Regions from separate parts of the Hordeum vulgare genome. Here region 1 is linked to region 2. The links are chromatin contacts, called in public Hi-C maps. All regions are on one chromosome and are shown on one strand. The core of a region is the stretch at or near the end of the contact, and the rest is flanking DNA. Distances in the headings are between cores, read along the strand shown. Region 1 holds the start of LOC123404766. Region 2 holds the start of LOC123401056.

Region 1 (3,093 bases), core at 522-3,021, 160 kb after region 2:
TTCTTGTTAAGGGCACCCCATTTTTCTCCTTGATGGACTTCACAAGAGTTGCCCATTCGGGATAGATGCCATCGGTGAGATAATATCCCATTGAATACTCATTGTTCATGATTTTGTAGTTGCAAGCTAGAGCATCCCCAGAAATTAATCTTTTGAACAATGGAGATCTATTGAGGACATTGATATCATTGAGTGTTCCCGGCAACCCAAAGAATGCATGCCAAATCCATGTGTCCTCCGATGCTACGACCTCAAGCACAATGGTAGCATCACGGCTTTTACCGCAATACATTCCATGCCATGCCTTTGGGCAATTTTTCCACCTCCAATGCATGCAATCAAGACTACCAAGCATCCCCGGCCATCCCCTTTTTTCATTCATTTCCATTAATATCTTTGTATCTTCCTCGTTTGGTGCCCGAAGATACTTCTCACCATACAACCGGATGACCAACTTGGCAAACCTACGGACGGACTCCGTGGTTGTATCTTCTCCAATGCGAAGATACTCGTCGGTATAATCCGCGGGTATGCCATAAGCGAGTACCCGCATTGCCGCCGATATCTTTTGATATGCACTAAACCCCATGATACCGGCGGCGGATCTACGACGTTTAAAGTAATAGGAGGCAGCCTCACAATCGTTGACAATCTTCACAAACAAACTACGACGCATTCGGTACCTTCTGCGAAAGAGACGAGCAGGGTATGTAGGTACCTCCGCGAAGTAGTCTTGCATCAAATGCTCGTGTCCGAGAGCACGGTTTCGGTAGATGGTGAGTCGCCCCATCGTCGACCCTCTCCTCTGATCCATAAGTTTCACACGGTCTTCAAACGCTTGCACGTCGACGAGGAGGCTCATCATCTCAACGTCGTCGTCTTGCAACAACTCGTCAATGTCCGAATCGTCGGATGACGACCAATCCAACGCATCGGACAACGAGTCCATGTCGGCGTTGTTCAACTCCATCTACAATATGAGTGCCAAAATGTAAAAATGAAGAAAAAAGGAAAAAAATGTAAAAATGAAGAAAAAAGCAAAAATATAAAAATGAAGAAAAAAGCAAAAATTCGAACCTGCAGAGGGCCGGCCGGGACGGGGCGGCGGCGCTGGGAGGGGCGGCCGGCACGGGGCGGCGGCGCTGGGAGGGGCGGCCGGCACGGGGCGGCGGAGCGGAGGGCCGGCCGAGGCGGAGGCGCTGCGGAGGGCCGGCGTGGACGGGCTGCGGAGGGCGGGGCGGCGGCGGGACGGCCGGGGCGTGGCGGCGGAGGGACGGCCGGGGCGGCGGCGGCAGAGGGCGGCCGGGGCGGGGCGTGGCGGCGGAGGGACGGCCGCGCGATGCCGACGGGGCAGTCGACGAAGGGCGGGGCGCAGGCGACGGAGGGCGGGGCGGCGGCGGCGGATCGAGGGAGGGGCGGCGGAGCGGAGCGGCGGCGGCGCTGCGGAGGGAGGGAAGGAAGCTGAAACTTCCTCCCGCGCTCGCGAGGAAATGGAGTGCAGGTTGGGGGGAGAAACTCCCCCCAACCCTCACTTCTACAGGCTGCGATGACGTTTGAGGGTCGGATCTCTAAAAATATTTACGGGTTTAAGGGTTTAAGAGTTCTAGTCTACGCCGTTTTTTGAACGAAAACTGTAAAAAAGCGGTTATTTTTAAGATTTGAGGGTTTGAGGGCTCTATGGGGCGCGACTGGACGCGCTCGGGCCCGTCCGGACGGGAAGCGACCGTGGGGGAGTGTTTGGGGGCGCGACGGGAGATGCTCTAATACTCCAGTTCCTAGGACACACACAAAGCGCGAAGCGTGCTTGCTCGCTGATGGTTAGGCCTCTTTTTGAGGCCACACTCTGCTGTCGAACTCGAACCCTAACCAGGCGGCTCTATGGACAAGTTCCTCGTCGCACCGCCGCCTTCCGCCGACGAGGGCCCCGAAGCGCTACAACCGCCGCCTCGGAGGTGCTCCGCCTCGGACCCTCCCAACCACCTGTTCCGCCCCCTCGGTGTTCTGACCTCCCTTCCGGTCCGTAGGTGGCACAGGTGGAGCCGCATCGCCGTGGAGCTGGACGGCCGCATCGACGCCAGATTTCGACACCGGCAATCCCGCCTCCTCCTAGATTCCCTTGCTGAGGTTATAGAAATTTCGAAAGAGTGATGTTTTATTTCAGGTTGTCGCGTTTCCGACTGGAATTATGGCGTAGGGGGTCGGAAATAGGAAATGGAGTTATCCACATTTCATTTCATTCTTAGGAAATCTAACGGGACAATGTTGGAGTAGGTTAATGGGATGAAAAGCTTAAACTTTTCTTGTAATTTGAGCGTTACTGACTTACAGCTGCTGTTTTAAATTTCAGCACATTTTTCATTTCATAGCGAGTTCTGGTGGGTTATGGTAGATTGGAACATTGAGATGGTTTGGGACTTTATGCTTTCAGGATGTTGCCAGCTTCTGTTTTCTTTATCTACAGGAATTTCGGAATTTGTGCTGATGACTTCCCGACCTTTATAGATGCTTATCATAGCATCCTGGACACTGGGGAAATATTGTTGAGAGACTAGTTCAGATAAATCATACCTAACACCGTGCAGAATCCTCTTTGGGTTTCAGAGTTTACGATTTTTAAATGGGCAAGTATCTTAGTTGTGTGTTAACTTTGGAAATAATGTTGTGAAATTTTCTTTTTCTATGCTGAGAAGACTAGGATCTTTGAACACAAGTACTACACGCATGGCGAGGAACGGTGCCAGACATATGTAATGCTGATAAGTACGCTGGTTTGTATTTTGTAGTGCTGAGTCAATGTGTATTATCTGGCTAATCTGTTCACCACTTCTGCTCCTTTTAGGTGAATCGCATGATTAATGCTTCAACTTTTGCTGGGTGTTACCATCCAGCGAGGTCAGCATTTATCTTTTATGTTTCCTTGGAGTGTTTCATTGCAAAATCTCTAGTGTTACGACCAGCTTGTACAGTTCAATTGCTCACCTTGTCCTTGTTAGATAGGCTAACAAACTTATTTCGTTTAATTTGAACAGGGAGGGGGTTTCGGCAATGGAATTTGATAAAAAGGTACCATTGAAATGCATCAAAATTTTAATT
Region 2 (3,107 bases), core at 358-2,857:
AATGACTTAAAACTTTCACTATGATTTGTAATTCATTATATGTCCACAAAAATATTATGTAGATATATGAAATGAAAGAATTTTGCAAGAAAAATGCAACAACACCATTTATATACATTCAAAATTAGAAATCCAAATAATTCGGTACATACTAGTTGTCAAAGTCATGGATTAAAGACCATGCAAAGTAAGGCGCTCCATACTTTGGGACTAAGGGAGTAATATCTAAGCGGCAATTAGGGTGTGCAGAGCTATAATAACAAATTGGATTTGTTTCTCTGTCCTTGGTGTGAGGTGCGGTGGCAGTGCCAATGGTGTGGTGGCACAGCAGTATAGGCTGAGGCTAAAAATGTCAATGGACAAAACGACTAAGATTTGAATGCGTTGATGATCGATTGATGGTAGCTAGCTAGCAAAACTGTTTATTAGAAACCCATCAAAGTGTCCATCGATGCACAGTTTTATAGTCAGGTATCTGATCAACAATCTATGTTTTTTATAAGTTGGCGCCTATTATGGGTTACTTGCAGCTAATTTAACAGAAATAGGTCGGATGGAGCGCATACCTTTGAGCCAGCTTCAGCTTGTTGGCAACAAAAGCTCTGTTTAGCAGATCATCGATGAATTGAGATATGGATGGATCAGGGCTTGGAGTGACCGTTTGTTGAGGTGCAGGCTCATCTTCCTCAGCGGCATCAACAACCCTAACCAAGCAAGTTAGCTCAGGATTCAATAAACACCCCTAACCAAGCAAGTTAGCTCAGGATTCAATAAACACGACAAGACAGGATAACGAATAACCACTGCCAAAAAAAAGGTCACATACGGCGGTGGAGGATCGCAGGGCCTCATCCAGAGGTGGTAGAGGACTTCCCTGAAGACATCTTGGACGGGCCGTGTCAACCCTTTCGTGTCTTTGGTGACGAGAAACCCATACATATCATTGTAGGCATGAATTATTCTGTCGTCAGGAAGAAGACATAGGAGAAGAAGGGGGTTATGGGGATCGCCACCGAGGCGGTGGCGTCGGACGGGCTTCTTCGCCAAGGTGGGTGGTGGACGATAGTGGGGCAGGTCGGAGATGACTTCCCTGAAGACATCCTCGACACGTCGTGTCGACCCATCCATGTCGTCGGTGACAAGAACCCCGTGCCTATCACTGTAGGCATGGATTATTCGCTTGTCAGGAAGAATACATCGGATAGGGGGGTGGGGGGCATCTCGGCCGCGGTGGCTCCGTCGGACGGGCTCCGCGATGGGAAGACTCGTCTGGAGGTCGTAGAGGACTTCCATGTAGACATCTTCGACGGGTCGTGTCGACCAGCGGAGGGCATCGGTGACGAGAACTCCATGCCTATCTTCGTAGATAGAGATTCGTCGGCCGTCGGGAAGAAGAATTTGGTCGGGACGACGAAATAGGGACGTGGATTGGTGGTCGCCTCCGGACGTCGGAGGAGGGGAGCGGAGGGGAGAGGGGCGCTTTGGTCGGTTGTCGCGGTCGCGACTTCGGATAAGCTGCGCCATTGTGGGGAGAGGTGCGGCAGAAGACGTGCTAGGTTTGGAGATTTCGTTGGGGGCGAAAGGTGCGCTGTGGTTGTTATCGCTGGGGGCGGTGGAGGACGTGCTAGGTTTGCGAAACACTTATATGCAGTAGTCCGATAGAAAACATTCCTCACACGAGTCCTGCGCCGTTGATACTCTTTTAATCACACGGTCTATATTCTAAACAAACAACCCGTGTTAATCCGATCTCAGGAAATCCCGGGAGATCGCCGAGCTCCATCACCGTGTGGGCTACCTCCGCCACCAACCTGTTGTACACCAGCAACTCCCGACGGGTACAAGTGATGCACACGGTGGTGCGCCGTCCCGCCCTTATCTGCTCCGTCGAACGCTACTTTCACCGTCGATCGCGTCACCCTCGTCACCGGTCCAGTTCCCCGCCAGAGCCTGGCCCGTCATCAAACCCTACCACACCACCCTGCTATGCCTTGGCTCGGCAAATAAGTTGCACTGCGGTAACATAAATTAGGTATGATTCATTTTTGATGTATTGATTTGATTTGCGTTACTTTCGATGCAATGCTTGCTTCGATGAATTTTGTGAGTGTATCTCCATGCTTGCTTTGATGTGTTGATTGCTATGTCATTTGACAATTTTGGTTAATCTCTTATGCAGATCACAATAATATGATTCTCAATCATGGCGGTAATTTTAGTTTTTGACATGATTTCAGAATTCCATGCTTCCATACAAGTTTATCGTGTACCCAAACTAGTATGTTCGTGATTCTTAGTTCTGTAGTGTGCCTCCAAAATTTCAATGTGCACATGTTCTCCGGTAGGTGGGTCATATTATGAAATCATTTTTTTATGTTGACGAGTGATCTTAAATATGTCGAGATAATATAAAATTATTGCTTTCTCTAACCTAAGTTGCATGCTTTTGATATACACATGTCTTGTAGCACAACATCCATGTTTTTCTATTTGGTATATGTGCTTCTATGGTACAGAGTTTCTATTGCTACATGATCTCTTTATTTCTCATCTATGTCAGCAATACATGTCACATGCGTGAATTCTTTTTCGAGAAACAATGCATACATGTTTTCACATATGCAAAGAGACAACATTTAGGATTTTTTTCTTCGGATATTCATGCTTCCACTCATTAGTATTTATGTAACTACACCTTGTTGTTCATGATTTTTAACCATTTGCGGTTTTACACTATAATATGCATATGCTTCATAATTGTATGCATCTCGACCTTTATCATAATATTAATTTTCGTTAATTTTTCAAATTTCCATGCTCCCATCCCAAGTTACCATGTCCATGTGCTTCTTTTTATGCAGCATCCAAATGGCAATATAGATGCTTCTGAACAATATACAATCTGAATCATCTGAAGCAGAGTGCATGCCGAAGATCCGATAGGTTGTCATTTGTATGCTTCTGATAGGCCTCGCATGTGTTGTTATTGCAAAAAAAATCCTACAGACATTTGATACTTCATTTTTATCCAAAAGTGCTTGTACGTGCACATGGATTGGCAGTACAACTACACTTTTCAGGTTTGGCATCTCTTCTTTCTATTATGT

The links. A called contact is a pair of places that touch in the nucleus more often than the background predicts.
Region 1: a contact with region 2 is called in a Hi-C map of leaf, with 5 times the contacts expected there. The contact joins the promoter of LOC123404766 here to the promoter of LOC123401056 in region 2. A contact is called at or near these places in 5 of 6 Hi-C or Micro-C datasets (leaf, seedling and an unstated tissue) and 1 of 1 datasets of contacts at active chromatin or transcription factors (embryo).

The regions. Positions count from the first base shown.
Region 1 is chr6H:321,787,841-321,790,933 of MorexV3_pseudomolecules_assembly, forward strand. It overlaps LOC123404766, which reads left to right and starts at 1,772. Exons shown (of 18, transcript XM_045098710.1): 1 at 1,772-1,952; 2 at 2,025-2,124; 3 at 2,691-2,747; 4 at 2,840-2,892; 5 at 3,030-3,063. The coding sequence starts at 1,879.
Region 2 is chr6H:321,632,478-321,635,584 of MorexV3_pseudomolecules_assembly, forward strand. It overlaps LOC123401056, which reads right to left and starts at 1,608. Exons shown (of 9, transcript XM_045094767.1): 1 at 827-1,608; 2 at 567-704. The coding sequence starts at 1,524.